Regions from separate parts of the Mus musculus genome. Here regions 1, 2, 3, 4 and 6 are each linked to region 5. The links are chromatin contacts, called in public HiChIP or PLAC-seq and promoter capture Hi-C maps. All regions are on one chromosome and are shown on one strand. The core of a region is the stretch at or near the end of the contact, and the rest is flanking DNA. Distances in the headings are between cores, read along the strand shown. Region 1 overlaps Lpcat3 (lysophosphatidylcholine acyltransferase 3). Region 2 holds the start of Plekhg6 (pleckstrin homology domain containing, family G (with RhoGef domain) member 6). Region 3 holds the start of Eno2 (enolase 2, gamma neuronal). Region 4 holds the start of Lpcat3 (lysophosphatidylcholine acyltransferase 3). Region 5 holds the start of Chd4 (chromodomain helicase DNA binding protein 4). Region 6 holds the start of Cd9 (CD9 antigen).

Region 1 (3,340 bases), core at 258-2,757, 400 kb after region 5:
CTCACAGAGATCCTCCTGCCTCTGCCTCCTGAGTGCTGGGATTGAAGGCATGCGCCACCATGCTTGGTTCCTTGTAATTGTTTTTATATAGCCTAGGCTGGCCTGGAACTCACTTTCTTGCTTTGATTCCCCAGGACTACATAAACCAGACGTGGTGGTCACAGACCTGAAATCCCAGCCTTGGGATGGAGAGGAGGAGGATCAGGAATTCAAGGACATTTCTGGCTTTATAGCAAGTGAGAGGCCAGTCTGCTGCATGAAAACGCACCTCAAAACCAAACAAACAAAACCTCAAACTTTTTACTCTAAAAAAATATATTATTGTATATAAGTGTGTGTGTGTGTGTGTGTGTGTGTGTGTATGCACACGTGTGTACAGCCAGTGTTTGGAATCAAATAGCAACTTTGGAGTTTGCTCTCTTCCACCATTATACAGGTCCTGGGGATTGAATTCAGGTAGGAGGCTGAGGCAGAAGATTCTAATTGTCTGGGAGAGCTCACAAATTCTGGATAGGGGCTGGTGAGATGGCTCAGTGGGTAAGAGTACAGGACTGCTCCTCCAAAGGTCCGGAGTTCAAATCCCAGCAAACACATGGTGGCTCACAACCATCTATAATGAGATCTGATGCCCTCTTCTGGTGTGTCTGAAGACAGCTACAGTATACTTACATATAATAAATAAATAAATCTTTAAAAAAAATTCTGGATAGATAGAATTAATCTTTTTGAGTACTAAAACCTTTAAGCATGTGAGATGTACCAAAAGTAAAGAACACAATGCATTTCTCTGTCCTCTTCAGTTGAAGAGAATTTAAAATTTTCTTTTTTAAGGATGGGGTCTAGTGTATGCCAGATTGCCTGAATTAGCTTTATAGCTGAGGCTGGCCTTTAATCCCTAACCCCGCTCCCACCTCCCACGCCTGGGCCACACCCAGGGTTTGTACTCTCCCAGCCCTAATTTAACATTTCTCGATAATACTGGACCTTGCTATTTCAGGAGAGCCACGCTGTCTTCCTGCCCTTTGGGGTGTGGGAAGCTGCCTCAACTCTGCAGGACCTACACTGCCCTGAATTCTGAGTTCTTGTGTTCACGGCTTACGTTTTTCCTGTCTTTTCCCTTGCTATTTTGGGGTCAAGGGTCACGTCTTGAGCTTTCAACAGGCCAGCCAAGCCTAGATCCTTCCCCGATTTCTAACTTACCAGGGAATTTAGAAAGCATAATTTTATAAGACCAAGAAAGCAGACATGGCAGGAGCCAGGGTCTCGGGCGTGCTCCTGCAGACGCTGTACAGGCCAGCTAGCTTTGGTTCTGGCTGCTGCAGGGGACCTGGCTTGGGAAGTTGGGAGGAGTGCAGGTTGCATGGTCCCACTCAGGTCAGTATAGCGCAGACTGGGGAGTATGTGAGAAGCTGAAGTACAGGCAGGAAAATCAAAAGAACAGAGAAAGCGGGGTTACCCAGAACACCGAGACCACAAGAGGTGAGGGCAAAGCTTGCTCGGAAGTTGCCAAGGGAAGGAGGGGACAAACTGTGCTGGGTGAGTTGCTGTGACAACCCCGGCCCATGGTGGGTATGTAAACACTGAACCTTGCTCTTGGCAGCTGCCCAGCTCAGCAGGCTTGGCAGCCTGGCAGCTAGGTCACCCCTTCAGGGAGAAGCTGTTTTTAGGGAGAGTGGTGCCCTACAAGCTATTTCCAAGTCTTAATTCTTTCTTTGTGGGAACTGGTGCTTGATAAGAGTGGCAACCATCACCTACGAATCGTCAAGAACACCAAGCACCGTGACACGTGCACCTGCTTGCACACCAGAGTCTAACCGGAAGGCCATGTACTTTAAAAATGAGCTGCACACAAGTCTACGAGCAGTAGGCCTCAGTACCACTAAAACCCTAACAATGGCCCTGGGAATGGAATCCTGAGCTTGACAGGCCACTGGCTTTTGTTTAATCTCACCAAACAGGTTTTAATATCGGTGGTCAGAGGATCTGAGAACCTGTGGTAGAACTCAGTCTTCCTCCTTTCTGATTGCTGAAGGAGGTTATCGCTGGTGAAGCATCGGGGCCCTAGGTCAAGGATCCTGTTAGAACAGGGCTCGTTCTAAGGAGAGCAAAGTCCAGGATGTGCTGTGTACTGACGGGCTGCAGCTAGGGGCAGGGACTCCAGGTTCAGCGGGTTAACAGCACAGTGAGACTATTCCCTGGGGTCTCTGTGCTTCTCACTGAGTTGTGTTTGGGACCGGGGACGTCACACTGCCTGTGTTAGTGTTAGCTCCTTATTTCCTGTACACTTGTACAATTACTCATTAATCTTGAAGTTGAGGGGCGTGCTGCTTCACTTGAAGAAAACAGAAGTGAACTGTTTTCATTAAAATATGATACATCCCCTTAGCCTTTCATCCCGTTAGCCATTTACGAACTCTGCAGGAATACGATATGGCCCCACTTGGTCAGGCAGCAGACCGAAGGACCTGGGTCAGAGAGTAAGCTATGCTTGTCCAATGTGAGGAAGAAGGAGGAATTCCAAGTGCTATGTGCTGAACCAGCTGTTGATATCAATTCTACAGCACACCCTACCTCCCGCCCACCCATGTCGGGGACTGAACTAGGGCCTCACATGCTAGGCAAGTGCTGAACTTCCCCACACTCCCACTGAAGACTCTTTTTCTGGCTCCTAAAAGTTTCAAGCTTGTTTCTCTAATTTTGCTGTATTGCCTCTGTGAAAACTCCGTGATGCTCACACAACTTAATATGATCTTTATGCCAAACTACGCCAGCACTAACTTTCCCTAGGTTAGTCCTGTGTCCCCTGGGTCCTCCCTGGATATTTTTAGTATGACATTTTGTACTCTCTCAAATGCTGTATAACTAAAGCTGATTTTCTACCTAAATCAGCCTTCTCTTGCCTTCTTTGTTAATTACAATTATGATAATTATGCTTTTTAAAGATGATTTATCTTATACAGTGTTTTGTCCACATGTATGAATGTGCACATGTATGTGCTTCATACTCATGGAGGCCGGAAGAGGAATGTCCCATCCCTGATACTGGAGTTACAGACAGTTATAAAGCTGCCATGTGGTGCTGGGAATCAAATTCTGTCCTCTGAAAGAGCAACAAATGCTCTTAACTGCTGAGTCATATCTCCAGGCCATTCCTCCCCCCCTTCCTTCCTTCCTTCCTCCCCCTTCCTTCCTTCCTTCCTTCCTTCCTTCCTTCCTTCCTTCCTTCCTTCCTTCCTTCCTTCCTTTCGCTGTGTGTGTGTGTGTGTGGGAGGGCATACGTGCTATAATTTTCAGTTACGTCCCTATATCTCACCCATAAGTGGTGGCAATGGCCTCCTAC
Region 2 (3,099 bases), core at 449-2,948, 280 kb before region 5:
GTTAACTCTGCCTGGGTCTATGGGAGACATCAGAAGCTCACTCCAGGGGCATGTAAGTCCAGGATTTCTCTCCTACCTTCTCAATTCCAATTTCCCTCTTTCTCCTCCTTCCACCTTTGTCTGAGAATCAGTGGGAGGAGAAGTCCTCAGCACCAGTGTCTTTGGGGTGTCATTTAATATGGCCAGTAATCAGCACCAACTGGTTCATTAACTCTCTCTCTCTCTCTCATGGCTACTCATCATCCCTGGATATGTCTTCCTCTTCTCCTGGCCCCCCACAGTGTGAATGCTAGGAACAGGCAAAACCTGCATTCTTGACAAACATGGTTCTCATCCAACTCCTTCTCCGCTCCCCCCCCTACACACACACCTGGGGGGGCAGAAGGCAGGATGGAGGCAACCACAGGTCAGGACAGCTCCTCTGTAACACTGAGACCTCACAACATCATATTCTAAAAAAGTACACTGAAGGACAAATCTGTGACTGGGAACAGGAACACACATTCAAGCAACCGATGGCAAAGATGCCTCTCCAGGCTGAAAGGAGCCATGGGAGAGGGTGAGAATTAGAGGTGTTTTTGTTTTGTTTTGTTTTGTTTTTGTTTTGTTTTGTTTTTGTTTTGTTTTGTTTTGTTTTTCCTCTGAACACAGGGAGACACTTCTGAAAGGGTTTTGTGTACTTCGGGATGCTTTGTGTGGTAAGAGGTTGCACCAGACCCAGTCTAGTCCATTGGCGGAAGGAAGATCCCAAAGTGGACCTCAGACCTGCCCATCTCCCCGCCCCCTCCCCCCCCCCCCCACCGAGACTTCCACCTCTGGATCACACATCCATGGGATGATATAACTCTCAGTTCTTCCCTCAGACCAGACGACAGGACTTGGGAATGTGGGGGCGGGGGGGCGGGGATGCCTTTCACATCACGCCCAGCCAGTGCTGTACCACTTCGGAGAAACTGTTCAGTCTGTGTAGCCCTTGGGAAGGCCACACTGGCCCAAGTGCAGTCCGGTGGGAGGGTACCCTCCCCTGGTATGCCCCCTCCCTCCAGGCTTAAGTAATGAGAGTAGTGTTGGGTATGGTCTAAGCTTGGCCCCTGATGCCTCCCTCAATAAGACACAAAGTCCACAGAACCTTCCTCCCTGTTGCCAGGGCAGGCCAGCAGGTTCACTGGAGATAAGGGCTACACTTTGGACTCCATGGCCAGAGGACAGCCATGGGGCTGAGAATCCTTGGGCCTCCGCCCTTCCTGATGCTAGGCTGGCTCCCTTTCAGGGTAACGGTCTAGGACAGGCAAGAGGGGCCTGGTGCAAACAAGGGATGTGTACCTGCCACAGGTCGCTTGGTCATTACCTCACCGCCTCCGCATAGCGGCGCCCAACCTTTCATTTATCCCTCATTACCCTGGCGCCTGGCAGGGGTCTGGCCGGGAAGGGAGGACACGCTGGTGGCCTGCGGGTGGCACAAGGTTCCAGCCCCTGGCCCCGACCAGGTGACAGATTGCTGGTTAGTTCAGGTGCAAAAGAAAGGGAAAGGTGCGCACCGAGAAGTGAGCACTCCTGGTCTGGGGTTGGTGTACGGAGAGTCCGGCTCCCTACCCTCTCTGTCCGGGTGACCAGGACCGCGACGCTGCAAGGCCCGCAGGGAGGGGGAGGTGCCAGCCCACGTCCCGCCCCTCTGCCTCCACCTTCACCTCCCTTCCCGGCCCCGTGCTGCCTGGTCCCGCGGGCCGCTCGGTCCTAGTCCCAGGCTGGGACAGTGGGGCTGCCATCGCCAAGGAAGCTGACAACGACCCAGATTTCCACAGTATCCAGCGGACGTCAAGGACAGCGGAAGCTCGGACACCTGCGCTCACAGGTGAGCACTTGGGAGGGCGAGTGCCGGGCGGCCAGGGAACCGGGGATCTGGGACAGGGTCGCGGGGCCTCAGAAGGAGGAGGGAAGGAGGCTGGGTACGAGGGAGGGAGAAAAGCTGGGCCTGGGAAAAGATAGAAAAGGTGGACGTGGGGAGAGATAGTAAGGGGGAGGGAGAAGGAGGGGCGGGGGACTGCCTTCGGGGGCTGGACTGTTGTTGTCCCGGGGCGGGAGACACAATGAACAATCTCCTCTGCGAGTAAGTCAGAGTAAGCTAGGAGAGAGAAATGGGAGGTTTCTAGAGCCCAGTTGGTGGGAAACCAACCCCTGTATAGGGTTCTTGAGTCCAGTTCCCATTAAGGGCCTCTTCCCTTCAGGCCCTGCCCACTGCAAGGGATGGGTCTTCCATCCAGGCTTAGAAAGGAGGGGTGGAGTCCTGCATCTGACTTCCAGCTCTATCCCTGGTGGTGCCCTCGGCGGCCAGGAAAGGAGCTTAGTGGGAGACCAGCGGGCTGCCTCAACTAGGGGCATCCCTCCAGACCCTGTCTGACAGCTCTCCTGACTTCGCCAGATTGTACGTGGACGTGTGGGGTTTCCAGGTAAGGCATGTACAGACTTCTCAGTAAAGGGACAGAAAAGCTATATTGTAGAGTCTCTTGTCTATTGAGTCTCAGTTGCGACTAACTGAAAAGCAGCCAAGGATGGCCAGCCGACCAGTAAGGGTGGCTGGCTGGCTGAACCGTGATAAAACTAGCTGTAACTCATGGAGTGTGAACTGGGTGTATTGTTCTCTTTCCCCAAATATTATTTTTCCTTTTTTGCCCCCCCCCATTATTTAAAAATGTAAACGTTGCAAAGCATGATAGAATACATCTGTGATCATAGCACTCTAGAAACTGAGGCAGGGGGATGCAGAGTTGGAAGGTAGCCTAGACTGGGTTACACTGTGTGTCAGCCTGGGCTATATTAAGAGGTCCTCCTATCTCAAATCAGAAAATAAAATAAAAGCCGTTCTTAACCCATAGTCTGTTCCAACATGAGAAACCCACTTGTCTGTCTCTAGTCAGCTTTACCTGTCCCAGTTCATGGTGTTTGTGCAGTGTTGACAAAGGTAATACAGGAAAGGAGACATCTAGGTACAAGAGACCGCCTTCTACCTGGGGCTATCTAGAGTGCTAGAGATTTCTGTGACCCTTGCTCCCAGCTGCTCTTGAGACTACAGCATCCTCTGAGGCTGAAGTGTGAATGTAT
Region 3 (3,143 bases), core at 269-2,768, 330 kb after region 5:
TCTGTAGCCCAGGCTGGCCTCGAACTCAGCAATCCACCTGCCTCTGCCTCCCAAGTGCTGGGATTAAAGGTATATGCCACCACTGCTAGGCCCCAAAGATGACACATCACATGGCATTTAGGGATTCTGTGAAGCATAGGGATTAGGGAAATGCATCCAGCCAAGTCCTCTTCAACCATCATTGCTACCGGTCCTCAACCATCATTGCTTTCGGGGAGCCCAGAGTTGCTTCCTCTTACAAAGGCAGCCCAATTCCTAGCTGACAATCAAAGCCCATTTTCCTGAGAGTTAACCCCTCCCCAACCCCATCCACAGGAGCAATATGATTAGTGATCTGGCAGAGCTGGCCAAACTGCGGGACCTGCCCAAACTTCGAGCCCTGGTGCTGCTGGACAACCCATGTGCGGATGAGACCGACTACCGCCAGGAGGCCCTGGTGCAGATGGCGCACCTTGAGCGCCTGGACAAAGAATTCTATGAGGATGATGACCGGGCAGAGGCCGAGGAGATCCGTCAGAGGCTGAAGGAGGAACAGGATCAAGATCTCGATCCGGACCAGGACATGGAACCGTACTTGCCACCAGTTTAGTGGCTCTTCCAGCCTGCAGGGACAGTAAAGGTGATGCCAGGAAGACAGCCCCAGGAGGTCAAAGGCTGGGCACACGGGACGAGAGGCCAGAGTTAGGGGCTGGAGATAGCTTAGATATGAAGGAAAGATGAGAGGGGCCCAGAAAGTGATAAGACACGCAGGAGACCACAGTAGAGAGAAGAACTAATTGGGGGTGGGGGTGGGGTGAAGACCGCTGTATAGCTGGTAGAGACGACTGGTGGGAAGGAGCTCAGGAGGGAAAGAGGTGGCCGGTGGTGCGTGGAGGATGTAGCTGGGCCAGGGAAAAGATCCTGCACTCAAAATCTGAAGCTAAAAATAACAGGACACCAGGGTGGGGAGGCGAAAGGAGGGCAGAGTGAGGCAGAGACTGAGAGGCCTGGGGCACACGATTGATTTATTTCTCTTCTCTCTTTCCAGGAAGCCATGGACACTGGCCCCAAGAACTGATAAGACTCCAGTGGGGGACCACCACATTCATAGCCCCGTCACAGGAAGTGGGAGATGCTCCTTTTTGTCCCAGACTGGAAATCCATCACATCCCAAGGCTCCTTGGCAGTCATCTGTCTGTGTGGCTTGTTCTGTGGGCCTGAACTCCTAAGCACAGGTCGGGGGTAAAACTAGGATGCTAGTAGGTGTTGTCTATAGAGAGGCGCTGAGGAAGTGAGCTGTGATGGGCCAGTTGAGGTTTCAAATAAAAAGGCATTTTTTTATATTTTTGTGTGTGACCGAGTTCCTGAACCCCTGTGGGTGGGCTTTTCCACCCGTCTGGGTTAGTACCTGCCGCAGTACTGGAATGAGGCGACGCCTGTTTCCCTCGAGTTGGCTGGACATGGGTTATGAGCATCCGTGTGCTTAAGGGGTTGCCAGCCTGGTCCTGGATCGCCCCAGCCCTTCCCCCACCCGTTCCGTTCCCCACCACCACCCGCGCTCGTACATGCGTCTCCGCCTGCAGCTCTTGACTCATCGGGGCCCCCGGGTCACATGCGCCCTCCCGGCTCTATAGGCGCCGCCCCCTGCCCACCCCCCGCCCGCGCTGGGAGCCGCAGCCACCGCCACTCCTGCTCTCTCTGCGCCGCCGCCGTCACCACCGCCACTGCCACCGCCACCGCCGCCAACGCCACCGACTGAGTCTGCAGTCCTCGAGGTGAGGCCCGTATCGGGCCGCATCCCCTTACTCGCTCCTTGCCGCCTCCACTCCCCGTTGTCCTGGGCTTAGCGACCCGGGCGGGTGACGCTGCATACCTGACTGTCACCTGCCTTCCCTGGCACCCTCCATCTCTGGCCTTCCCGGACAGCTCCCGGCTTTCTGGCTGTCACCTCCTCCTGGTTTAGGTACCAGCTTTCTGCATCCGCTTCTCTAACTGCACGGTTCCACCCTCGCCTGCCCCTCTCCCCGCGCCGGTATTCGTCTAGGGTCCTGCCGATTTGTTTCCTAAGTTCGATGTCTCCACAGGAGATGGTTGTTATCCTGGCACGTCCTTTTTTTCTTTTGCGTTTGCGAAGATACCCTCTCACCCTTCCTTGACTGCCTCAGACTTGCTCTAGACTCGTCCTTTGGTCCCTCCTTCTCTTCCCCTCTCTCTGACATTTCATTTTCTCCGATGTTTGGGGGAGGGATAGGAGGAGTGGGGAATTTGTCCGGGGGTAGAAAAGCGATGGGTCTACCTCATCATTCCCCACCGTAGCCTCTAGGGACTGGAGGCCTGGTCCCAGGACGCTGTCCCCAGACTCCTCTTGAAATGAGGAACTCGTGTTTGGGAGAGAGGTGACGACCCCGGAGTGTTTTCTAGACCTTGTGTATATGGGCTGTCAAGTTGGGGATCCACCTGCCCAGACAACCCCTCTTCTTTCTGTTCCAAGATCCAAGGGAAAAAATGCCAGTCTGGCAGCCATCCCGCCTGGGGAAGTCTAGGGGAACCCCACTGGTCGGTGAAGCTGCTGAGGGGCGAAGAAATCGCTGCTTGCCCCTCCCCTCATCACTGCGGTGTTCTCCCATCTTGTCATGAGATGTACTCCGCCCCTACTGCAGTGACCTCCCCTTCCTCACTGCATTGACCTTCTCCTCTCTCCACGGGGAAGGGAGAACCCCTTCTACAGTGCCTGATTGCAGCCCGCTCCTCCCCACCCCCTACCCACTGCAGTAACCTCTTTGCCAGCCCTCCCAGCCTCTGGCCCCTCCCACTGGCCTCAGGCTCCACCCTTCTAAGCCTCTTATCTTTCTCCTTCCTCCACTTCCACCCAAGGAGATCCCAGCCATCATGTCTATAGAGAAGATTTGGGCCCGAGAGATCTTGGACTCCCGTGGGAATCCCACCGTGGAGGTGGATCTCTATACTGCCAAAGGTGATGGGCAGAGCATGGACTGTCCTTAGCTCCTACTTCCCCCTATGCTGGGTCAAATCCAGGGGCTGTGGGGTGCTAGGCCAGGTTCCCAAGGCTGGATTGTGGAGTCTGATCTTCCTTGGCTCGTGGATTCAGGCTCGGTGAGTCTATGTTCTAGTTCAGCGTGAGAAAGGCCCTGCCAGTGTGAGCA
Region 4 (3,246 bases), core at 471-2,970, 430 kb after region 5:
TTTATTTATTCTTCTCAGCCCAATTGTCTCAAACTTTTTCCATTTATTTATTTATTTATTTATTTATTTATTTATTTATTTATTTATTATATGTAAGTACGCTCCAGAAGAGGGTGTCAGATCTCATCACAGATGATTGTGAGCCACCATGTGGTTGCTGGAATTTGAACTCAGGACCTTCAGAAGAGTAGTCAGTGCTCTTACCTGCTGAGCCATCTCTCCAGTCCTCCCCCCCCCCTTTTTAAAAATAGGGTCTCAAACCATTAGCCCAGGCTCAAACTCACAGTTCTCTTGCCTTAGTCCCAGGGCACTGAGCCGCAAAGGCATAAGTCACCACACCCAATTTATCTCAAACTTCCTACAGTTAACCCTCTACTTACGCCTCTCTCAGGTTAAAGTTATGCAGCCTTCCCCAAAAGTTCCAAGGACTTAAAAACCTACTGAATCGAGTCTCTGATCACTGATCTTGACCTAAGAATTCTTACCGGACTTTACAGCGATCCAATGCTAAGCACGGCTGTCTTCATCTCATAAGAGAATTAGATGCGGAGCAGTTAAATGGCTTGCCTGGGGGGTCTTACCGTTTGTGAGTAGCGACAAGAGTGGTTGCTACTCACAAACGGTAAAGAGTGGGACTCCTTTAACTTCAAAGTCCACACTTTTTCCATCATACCACGTTACCTCATGTATTAAAAAACCTCGAAGAGTGCGGTTTTTAAAAGACTATAAAATATATATATAATATATAACACAGCTTGTTGCGACATAAATTCAGGTACATCACATCCTTTGAACCATATGAATAATAGTCCCTTGGAACAAGCATGGAGTTTTTAAGGTTGTTAATAGTGCTGTTTCCCAAGCCCAGTGTAAGAATGTATTCCAGAGTAAATGACAGGTGGGCGGCTAAGGGGGAAAGCAATATGGTACAAGAAAATACTAGAAAGTGGACAGAAAAGAGATGAAAGTACACTATACGTTGGCAATACACAAAATAGACCGAGAAGACATAGTATGAAATAATCGGGCAGAGGAGGCCCGTAGGGCTAAAATATCTTAAGTTCGAGGGCCTATGCCTCTCGTAAGGAGAGCGCATGATGGGAGCTGTTAATAACAAATAAGTAGTACTCATGGCCACAGTCGAACTCTTGAGAGCCACAGACAGACATAGGTCGCAAGGGCACAGTCCGGCATATCGATGACAAGGCGGGAGGTGACTGAGGAGCCAAAGGGCACAGTATGGGCCAAAGAAAATGGGAAGAGGTTCAGAGGGTACGGGCCCCCAGACTTGAGACCAGACTTGTCTTCCCTTCGATAGCTGGCTGGTGTGCTTGATGACCCGCACCCCCAAGCCCTCCTGGGTCCCAGGTTCGGGGCAGACAGACAGGTCCTGTCCCCAGACCCCATTCTGCCCATTTCCTTGGGACTCCACGAGGGGGCAGAGGCAGGCAGGAGGGTCCTTACCCAGGAAGATGGAGAAGATGAGCCGCAGCGCCTGTTCCGACGCGCCCAGAGACGTCGCCAACTTGTTAAGGCTCAGATCCTCGACACCCGGCCACAGCCCCCGCATCTGCTCCAGCGTCTCTCCCATGTCCCCGTCCGCTGTAGACGCCATCTTAACTGCGGGCGCCCCCCGGGGACCCCCAGCTCCGCGCCCCGAATGTGGGCAGAACGCGGTGGCTTCACCCCCAATTCCGGCCGGGGGCCCGCCCACGGCGTGCGCATTGGCTGCGGGCCCGCCCAGAGCCTCTAGACCCACCCGATTATTGGTCGAGCCAGCCGGGGGCGGGGCCGAGCGCAGCAAGGTAGGAAGAGGGCGGGGCCGAGCGTTTGTAAGGCAAAGGTGACTCCCGTGAGGAAGGGAAACGGGCCGGGCCGGCGGGGCGGGGCGGGGCTTGCGATCGCGACCCAGCTGCTATTGGAGCAGGCGGGAGCGCGAGGCGAGGTGACAGTACAACTCGGTCCGGACGGCTCCGGGCAGGAGTGGGTCGGACGGGTGTCCGGCCGGCTTGCTCGCTGCCTTCCCATTGGTTGAGACAGGAGCAGGCGAGAGTCGGGGCGGGGGGGGGGCGGGGGGGGGCGGGGGCGTCACCAGACCGCGAGGTTACTCTCGGTCGCCGGCGCTGGGGTTACTGGGGCATGTAACGGAGCGGAGCGAATGTCTGCTGTCACCCCACGAGCGCCCCCTAACGGTGTCTCCTCGGGGGCGGGGGAGGGGGGGAGAGCGAGGGTCCTGCATTCCCAGCCCTTTCCTGAAGGCTCTGGGGGAGCCCAGGGGCCCAAGAACACCCTTTAATGCTACGTAGCTCTTCCCGATGCAGGTCCTTTTCGGTTGTTCAAGTACTGGGACTCGAACCGGTGCCGCGTGCACGCTCTCCTGCCGGAGCTACAACCCTAGTCCTTATGCAGAGTTCCCTTTCTATAGTAAAACGGACCTTCTCTCCGGAGGCAATGAAATTAGGATCTGCCTATTTATATTAAAAAGAGCCTACTTAACACTTGCCGCTTTAATTAACAGTTAGGCTAGTTTTGTCACGGCTTAAGTAATGTATGTTCCTGATGAAAGTTCAAGCACTAGAGGCATGAAGCAAAATAGGAGCCCTTTCCTCCTATGCAGTGTCACTTCCCACTGATTGACCCCAGGGAAAGTGACAGTGTATGGGGTGTGTAACAAAGGGGTTCACAAGTTCTTGTCCTAAAAAGTTCAGCTATGGCTTACACTTCCATGGCATTTTATACTTTTTTCCAGCCCCCCCCCCCCCTTTTTTTTTTTACTGGGAAATTGAACGTAGGCTTTACGTGTGCTAAGGAAGCATTGGACCACTGAGCTATGTCTCCTGCCTTTTCATATGTCCTTTTATTTATACTTAAAGGCATTTTTTTTTACATTTATTTGTGTATATATTGGGGTATGTTGGAGGAAGGGCTAGTTTTTGCCACAGAACACACATGAAGGCCAGAAGACAACTTTCAGGAGACTGCTCTGTCTTTTGCCATGTGGATTTTGACGATTGAACTCAGTGCTGGCAAGTGCTGTAACGCGCTGAGCTATCTCTCTGGCTCGCAATTATTTTAATTAATTAAATTTTAATTTAAAATGCTTTATTTTTAATAATAGGGTTGTGCCTCTGTGGGTGGTGTGTAGATGAAGATTTCCTATCCCCGGTGTCTGGGTGTTACAGGAAATTGTGAATGGTGTGATATGGGTGCTGGGAATTGAATGCAGGCCCTCTGCAAGAGCAATAT
Region 5 (3,465 bases), core at 858-3,357:
AGCCATCACTTGAGGGCAGGCACTCAGGCAAGATGGTTATAATAATACGGGTTTAGCCAGTCCAGGGAGCAACCCCAAAACACAGTGCAAACCCTAACACACCCACACAAACACCTCACGCCACCAATCCAGACCAGACCCCAAGCTACCTCAGAGTGGCGGAAGCCCCTAGTAAAGATCCAAGATTATGTCCACACCAAGGGCCAATTCCCTCCCTCTGCCCTCACTAGGCTACTGCATGCTGCCTCTCCTAGCCCTCCATCCTTCTCCACTCAAAAAAATCCCAACAATCTGACTAACAAAGTTCTACAGATCTGATAAAGAGTGAGATTCAAACTTTACACTCTTGAAACAGCACAGAGAACCCGTAAGAGATCGGGACAGAAAGCAACCAACACTCTCGCTTTCTTCTCCAGGGAACAACCGCGGGATCCCAGATGCCTGGCAGGGCTCCCGCAACAGAAATCCCCACCGCACCCCACCATGTCACCACCAGAGTCGGAACCACCTGCATTCCTCCAAGAACCTGCACGAGGTAAAGCTAACCCAGAGAGCTCCCTCAACCGGGGACTGCGGAGCATTCCAGACAGCCTTGAGTGAAGCCAGCTTGCATCTGGGTCCGTGGTGCCCAAGAGGCACATGGCTTCCACCTCCCCCAGCACCCCCCAGCACACAAGAGCTCCGCAGAAAAGAACCACTCCCTTCGGATGCCCTCCACCCTGGGTTCTGCACAGGGACAAGCAGCGCGCGAACGCAGCCTCACTGGAGTCTCGAGGAAAGATCAAACATCTTCCTGCCCTGGGCCCTCCGGGAAGATGTTACCTGGATGGGGTGGGGGCAGGCTGTTGTTCAGAAGTGCGTCCATATCCTCCTCCTCACTGCCCGCTGAGCAGGGGGACGGGGAGCCCAGGCCCGACGCCATCCCCTTCCGTTCCCCGGCCAGGGAATTGGCCCAGCTGCTCCTGCCTGCGGCCTGGGGCCCTCTGCACTGGCCCGAGTCACTGTGCGGGGGAGGGGGGAGAACAGTGAGTGACGCGCAGTCCCCCTCCCCCACCCGCTCTTTCCGCCCCCCTGCCCTACCACCCTAGCCAAGCACCCGAACCACTCAGGCTGAACTTAGTTCCACACTCCTCGGGGACAGCCCGTGAGCCGGCTCCCCAGCAGGAGCCCCCAAGAAGAGGGAATGACGCCCCCGAGGGCAGGCTGGTGCATGGAGGGGAAGGAAGAAGCTAGCCTGGCCTGAGCCAGGAGTGCCTGGGGAGTGGGGTTCGAGTGGGGAGGCGCGGAGAGGGTCAGGGGAGGCGGCCGGTGCTCGGGGACACAAGGTCACTTGGGAGTGGGGGGGCGCTCCTCTGCGCCCGGGGAGGGGCCAGTCCCCAGACAGGGCAGCTCTCCAAAGGCTGTCCTCTGGGACAACTCAGGTTCTCTTCCGGAACGGCGGGGACCAGGGGGCGTGGAGGCTCGGGCGCTCCGGGGTCCCGAAGAGTCGGGACGCCGGAGGAAAGCGAGCACCCACCGGGAAGGGGGCCGGGCCACGTGTCCCGGGGGGCTAGCGAGCAAAGGGCGAGGGGCGGGCGGGCAGGCGCTCGCCCGGCATTGTGGGAGGCCGAGCCCAGGAGGGGGGGGGGGCGGGGAGCAGGACTCCCTCAGGGCAGGGCGCCGTCTGGAGGTAACCCGGCCGCCTCCGGGGAAGAAGGGTCGGCTCCCTGGAGAGGGGACGGCCCGCGGGCCCCGGGACGCCTGAAGAAGGGACAGGTGAAGGAATGACCCCCGGGACGACGTCGGGCTGAGAGAGATGTCTCTCCCGTTGCCTCGCGCGCTCCTCACCCTAGAGCCGCCTCAGGTCGCGCTGGGTCTCGCCGGTGTCACTCCCGCTCCAGCTCCTCCTCGCCGCGGCCGAAGGGGGGAAAATGGCTCCGGCTCCGGCGTCGCCTCTTAAAGGGCCCGAAACACCGGCCGGGAAATCCCACCGCACAGGCCCCGCCCCCCACGGACAGCCCATAATAACCTCAACCAACTCCAACCCCCCCCTCCACTACCGCCACCCTCCTCTTTAGGTCTCCCGGGCAACCCCCGCCCCCTCGTCGCTCAGGCAACCATTGGCCACGCCCCCGTCGAGCGCGCGCGCGCGTCACCTGGGCAACCGCCCACCTCCTGGCCATCCCATAATACACACGGACACCCCACATACACACACCCCGCCCCCCACACTCTATGCATATATGTGCCCGGGGCTACAGACATATAGTGCAGATCTTTTACAAACTAAAACCTGCTCCCCCTCCCTTAGATAACCCATAATAACCACTCTTTGCCAACTTCTTCACTCTTGGCCTTACTGCTAACATCCCATAATAACTCATTACCCCTCCCTCCCCTTGGCCATCCCATAATAAGCACCCCTCCCAGCACTTCAGCCTCATATCCCATAATATTCAACCCATCCCCCACCGACATCCCATAATAACCACCCCCAGTTTGACATCCCATGATTGTCAGAAACTCACCCACCCCATACTACAACAACGGACACTGGGCCTCCTCCCACACGGATCCCGTAATAATCAGTCTCCCACTTTCTATACTGATATCCCATAATATCCAACCCCCCCAGAGCTGCCCTCAGTCCCTGCACTAGGGTTGAGATTCTAGATGCTCACTTTACCACCCACAGCCTTCCCAGTCTCTTTCTAGCTCCATGGTCCATAAATTACCATTCCTCCTAGCAAAGAGATACTCACTAATGATCAGCAGCTCTGCTGTCACCCCACAAATGGACATCTAAATCTCCTCCACTAACACTGGGAAAATGTCCTATCATTTACTCTATCTACTCTCCCATCCCATAATTTCAAAAAGCCCACGATACCATAATTGTCCCAACACAACCCAGTGCCACATCCCATAATACTTCTGCTACACTCCATCACCGCACACAGGTCTGGCCAGACATCCCCTAATTGTCACAACCTCCCCCACCTCTAGAAGTTGTCAGGCTCTTCCAACTAGAGCAGAGAGGGTGTGGCAAACTGCTAACTGCCCTGTCCCCACTAGCACACACTTTAGTCCCTTCCTGGGCAATAGGAGCATTCTGGGCTCTCAAAGTTCAGGACCCCCAGACTTCCTAGCTCATCATTTGCAGACACTCAGGAACCAAGAGCCAACCTCGAGCCCCAACAAACCCCACCAAATCCAGGTATGTTCTAGATACTTACCTCCCTCCAGCTTTGAATGTTTGTGTAAACTCAAACAAATAATATGCTGACTAGATGAAACACTTGCATAAAACTTCATGATGAAAAACTTTAACTCACCCAGAACATCCCATAACAATTACAAACCCCCATCCCAAAACTATTTCTCAACATTCCAGAAGTCCTCTACACTGCCACCTTCAAGTCCAGGCAGCCTCCGTGGACAGATAGCCTATCACCACCATGGACTGAGAGTCCTCTACCATGCCTT
Region 6 (3,463 bases), core at 602-3,101, 400 kb before region 5:
CATAGGTCCCAAACTGGTCACACCCCCTAACGGAGCTCCATTTTTCATTTTACCTAACCGCACCTCCTCAAATGCATTCGGATTTTCTGTCCAGTGCCCCAAGGTTTTACACCAGGGAGTGGAGATACAAACAAGGGTCCCTAACCGCACAGCACTTGCAGGCTGCCCTCTTGTCCCGTGCCCACACACAGTCAAGGGGTTCACCTGACACTCCCGGGGTTCACCTTCACTCTCAGAGGACAAGGTCCTCACCAGCTCTCTCCAGAAGACCACGGGAGCCCCAGCTCTGCCAGGCTTCCCTGATTGTAACACTTACTTTGTGAGAGCTCTCAAGAGACCCCTAAGTTGACCACACACACCCTCCAAGTCTCCTGCCTGCGTCCTTCTTCCAACTCCTAAGCTGCTTCAGGGAAGACAGAATGTGTTGCTTTCGACTCCTGTTCCCCAGTGAAGAACCTTTCTAAACTAAACTGTGGGAAAAAAAAAAAAAAGGTTTTTAACTGGGTCTATTAATGAATCAGTCTACTTACTGATAAATAGTGAAGCCAGTCTACTGATAAACAGTAAAACAAGAGCTGTGCTATGCTAACAGAGCTGGGTTTGCTATGTGAAAAAGTTTCTTGTTTTTATTTTTTGTTTTTGGGGACCGGGTCTCCTGTGGCGTTGGCCTCCAACGTACTTTAACCCAGGAAAAAAAATTTTAACTCACATTCTTTTTGCTTTCTGATATTTTCTGATGTTTCTGTAATAAGTACGGTTTGCTTTTGCAATGAAGAATGCTAAGGAAACTTCCTGCAGGGGTGAGGAAGAGAAAACTGTAAAGGATATTGAGAAGGGCCTCTTCACCCTGTTGAAAAAATCAAGAAAGAATTTAGAGAGTCACAGAGCAGGACGTGGTGGCCTGAACCGCTCTGGCAGGAGGACTGGAGTTGAAGATAGCCTGAGCTACATAAGCAAATTCCGGGTCAGTAGGTCTACAAACGGCTAAATCCTACTTCAAAAGAAATGAAATCGCTGGGCGTATTGGCACATCCCAGCAGAGGCAGACAGATCTTTATGAGTTCAAGGCCAGCCTGGTTTACACAGGGCGTTCCAAGCCAGATAGGACAGCATAGTAAGACTCTGTCTCAAAATAATAATAGATTTAAATAAAAAAAATAATAAAGCACAATAGAATTTTCACAAGGAGGCAGGGCGGCCAGCATACACCCCTGCAGGCATGGAGGCGCAGCAGAGTAGGGGTGTGGCATCAGGTGTGGCAGGGAATGAACGGAGTAAATACAGGATGAAGAAGGGTTTCAACTCAAGTCTCTGAACGTAGAAAGTTTCTGAGCAAAGTAGAACTGCTCAGATTAGCACCTAGAACATTCTAGCGGCCACCGTGCTCAACTAAGTGCGTTCAGTCCAGAAAGGTTTACAAGGAGGTGTCAGAGAGAACGCAAGCCAGGCAAATAGGGGCTCGCAGACTTGCCTCGGGAATCTGAAAAGGTTCTTAAGATTACATGGCCCTTGGGGGTCTTCCAACGTGAGCTCTTATGCAGAGCCCAGGATGAACTAGGATGAACGGGAAAGGCGAGGCCGGCACTTAACTCCCCGTAAAAGAAGTCGGGTACGGAGGTCCGGAAAGACCCCGAGACGGTGGGAAGAAGGAAGATGGAGGGAAAGAGGATCTTAGAAACCAGACGGCAAAAGTTAGGTGCAGAGAGAGCTCTGCACTGAGGGTGAAACCGAAGTCCCAGAACCTGGGTCTGGGGAGGGGATTAGAGCATGGGCGGGGCAGGTGGGCCGGGGGGCGGGGTCGGCATCCCTCCGCACATGCGCATAGCAGCTGGCCGAGCGCCGTAAGGAGTGGCACTTTTTAAAAGTGGAGCCTCAGGCCAGCCCCTAGCCGCAGCGTGTCTCAGTCGGTTGTCGAGTCCCTTCTGTCCCAGTCGTTCGTGCCTCTTGTCCCACGCAACTCCAGCTTGTACCATGCCGGTCAAAGGAGGTAGCAAGTGCATCAAATACCTGCTCTTCGGATTTAACTTCATCTTCTGGGTGAGTGAGAGGCGACTGTCGGCGCGCTCCTCTCCGAGGCCACCTGTTCTCAGGCCCGAGACGGCGTCCGGGGCGGAGAGTGTCCCGGCGGCCGAGAGCGCCGGGAGCCGCTGGTACTGCGCGCGCCAGGCGGACTCCGGGCGAGTAGAGAAAGGCGCAGCGGCTGCCAGCTGGCCAGGCGGGACTGGCAGGTGGGCGGGAGGAGCAAGTGGGTGGGAGAGCCGAGGGTCCTGGTGGCTCCGGCTGTGCACTTCGCTCCCGGGTCCTTCTACCGCCGAGTATTTGAGATGGGCTCTGTGCCTGCTCCCACCCGGAGCACCCCCGAGTGTGAGAGAGGAGTGAGGGAGGAGCGGAGCAACCTTTTCGAGTAACTCGATGCCCTCCCCGGCCCGCAAGGCTCCTTGCCAGCAGGGCAGTCGAGCGTCTCCCACTTCGGTGGTCCCACAAGTGACAAGGGGTGCTACGGAGGGAGAGGAAGTGGGTGTGGGGAGTCTTCCCTGCACCTGGAGGTCGGACATTCCTTGTTTAGGACCTGAACTCTCAACTGAAAACGTCCATGCCTCTCTCTAAGCTACCTGAAAGACTAGATTGTCTTGATTCTTTTTCAAGAGCGATAACTATCTTGGCTGTAGAGAACTCTGGGAGAGTTAAGAGAAAAGAAGGCGGGGAAGGTGCCTATTGGCGCCTCTAGATGGGATAAATCCGGTGTTTCTGCATTTCCCAGGTAATCAGGTACTGCGGGCTTGAAGCCTCGCTCTAAAAATGTCCAGGTGGGGCCAAGGGGAATGGCCGTTCACCTGCAGAGGGTCCAGAGGCAGGTGCTAGTAGACTCTACAGATGGGCCTCTGGGTAGGGCAACAAGAGAGTGTCCACTCTCCCAAAACTCAGGGACAGAAGCAAGGAAATACACGGAAGACCCTTTTGTCCTGATTCTGAGAGGGCACACTCCCAAACACAAATGGACGGAATTTGCTCCCAGGCAATCAGGAAAGAGCTTAACTAGGCAACTCCTGTGCCACCAGAGACTTTGAACAACAACAACTAAAAAGTCCACTATTCCCTTTGGAGCTGGCCACCGGGATGCTCACCATCTTCCAGCAACTGTAAGGTTTAATACTCTCCAGGGTTGCTTGGAAGTGTTGCACAACCTGCAGAGACTGCCCTGGGTTTCTAGGAGCCACCACACCCATACAACTTAAGAGGATGTCAGAGGACATTCCCTGCTTGTGTTTCCCCAGTTCTGCAGACAGGCAGCCAGCTCCCAGGCTTGGCTTGGTCCACTCATCAGCTTGAGCGCTTTGTTACAAAACAAAGTCTGAAGGCAGCTGGCCCCACCCAACCCCGCCCTGTCCTTTGGGGAGTTTTCCTCCCTCTACCTTTTAGTCTCTTCCCTGCTAGTCTGTCGGTCAGTCCCCAGACGCCTGCA

The links. Promoter capture Hi-C pulls out the DNA fragments that hold promoters and counts their contacts. HiChIP or PLAC-seq counts read pairs in DNA pulled down with a chosen protein or histone mark. Capture Hi-C pulls out chosen DNA fragments and counts their contacts.
Region 1: a promoter capture Hi-C map of the C10 cell line shows a contact between it and region 5. The contact joins the enhancer-like site here to the promoter of Chd4 in region 5. A contact is called at or near these places in 3 of 39 promoter capture datasets (the C10 cell line and pre-B cells), 1 of 15 datasets of contacts at CTCF or cohesin (embryonic stem cells), 3 of 484 Hi-C or Micro-C datasets (CD4 T cells, CD8 T cells and uterus), 2 of 115 datasets of contacts at active chromatin or transcription factors (astrocytes and pancreatic cancer cells) and 2 of 9 other capture datasets (embryonic stem cells and liver).
Region 2: a contact with region 5 is called in a FOXA1 HiChIP or PLAC-seq map of pancreatic cancer cells. The contact joins the promoter of Plekhg6 here to the promoter of Chd4 in region 5. A contact is called at or near these places in 5 of 39 promoter capture datasets (embryonic stem cells, liver, neutrophils and 1 more), 2 of 115 datasets of contacts at active chromatin or transcription factors (embryonic stem cells and pancreatic cancer cells) and 1 of 9 other capture datasets (adipose tissue).
Region 3: a promoter capture Hi-C map of second pharyngeal arch cranial neural crest shows a contact between it and region 5. The contact joins the promoter of Eno2 here to the promoter of Chd4 in region 5. A contact is called at or near these places in 10 of 39 promoter capture datasets (cranial neural crest, embryonic stem cells, frontonasal cranial neural crest and 6 more), 5 of 484 Hi-C or Micro-C datasets (cerebral cortex, embryonic limb bud, embryonic stem cells and 1 more), 3 of 115 datasets of contacts at active chromatin or transcription factors (embryonic forebrain, embryonic stem cells and pancreatic cancer cells) and 3 of 9 other capture datasets (embryonic stem cells, liver and pancreatic islet).
Region 4: a contact with region 5 is called in a promoter capture Hi-C map of liver. The contact joins the promoter of Lpcat3 here to the promoter of Chd4 in region 5. A contact is called at or near these places in 1 of 39 promoter capture datasets (pre-B cells), 1 of 484 Hi-C or Micro-C datasets (embryonic stem cells), 3 of 115 datasets of contacts at active chromatin or transcription factors (embryonic stem cells, microglia and pancreatic cancer cells) and 2 of 9 other capture datasets (liver and pancreatic islet).
Region 6: an HNF4G HiChIP or PLAC-seq map of pancreatic cancer cells shows a contact between it and region 5. The contact joins the promoter of Cd9 here to the promoter of Chd4 in region 5. A contact is called at or near these places in 3 of 484 Hi-C or Micro-C datasets (embryonic stem cells and myocytes) and 2 of 115 datasets of contacts at active chromatin or transcription factors (embryonic stem cells and pancreatic cancer cells).

What each region holds. Positions count from the first base shown.
Region 1 is chr6:124,692,583-124,695,922 of GRCm38.p6, reverse strand. All of the region lies in intron 1 of Lpcat3 (lysophosphatidylcholine acyltransferase 3), which reads right to left. Among named protein-coding and RNA genes, the nearest start is that of Emg1, 18 kb to the left of the region's middle. Within about 2 kb of position 1,507, at least 141 of the 459 cell types and tissues checked have an H3K27ac peak or open chromatin away from gene starts, as enhancers often do. A contact at or near this core is called in CD8 T cells, astrocytes, liver and 2 more, where this site is marked.
Region 2 is chr6:125,379,103-125,382,201 of GRCm38.p6, reverse strand. It overlaps Plekhg6 (pleckstrin homology domain containing, family G (with RhoGef domain) member 6), which reads left to right and starts at 1,698. Exons shown (of 17, transcript NM_198604.2): 1 at 1,698-1,852; 2 at 2,226-2,447.
Region 3 is chr6:124,768,048-124,771,190 of GRCm38.p6, reverse strand. Eno2 (enolase 2, gamma neuronal) reads left to right here and starts at 1,518. Exons shown (of 12, transcript NM_013509.3): 1 at 1,518-1,754; 2 at 2,854-2,953. The coding sequence starts at 2,869. It overlaps Lrrc23 (leucine rich repeat containing 23), which reads left to right. Exons shown (of 8, transcript NM_001302555.1): 7 at 316-619; 8 at 1,028-1,322. The coding sequence ends at 589.
Region 4 is chr6:124,661,578-124,664,823 of GRCm38.p6, reverse strand. It overlaps Lpcat3 (lysophosphatidylcholine acyltransferase 3), which reads right to left and starts at 1,720. Exons shown (of 13, transcript NM_145130.2): 1 at 1,465-1,720. The coding sequence starts at 1,615.
Region 5 is chr6:125,094,623-125,098,087 of GRCm38.p6, reverse strand. Chd4 (chromodomain helicase DNA binding protein 4) reads right to left here and starts at 2,107. Exons shown (of 39, transcript NM_001346610.1): 1 at 1,828-2,107; 2 at 823-1,001. The coding sequence starts at 922. It overlaps Mir7045 (microRNA 7045), which reads right to left and starts at 1,064; the gene lies at 1,002-1,064.
Region 6 is chr6:125,493,148-125,496,610 of GRCm38.p6, reverse strand. It overlaps Cd9 (CD9 antigen), which reads left to right and starts at 1,851. Exons shown (of 8, transcript NM_007657.4): 1 at 1,851-2,037. The coding sequence starts at 1,972. It overlaps Gm26728 (a long non-coding RNA gene), which reads right to left and starts at 3,178. Exons shown (of 6, transcript XR_869432.2): 1 at 3,126-3,178; 2 at 710-847.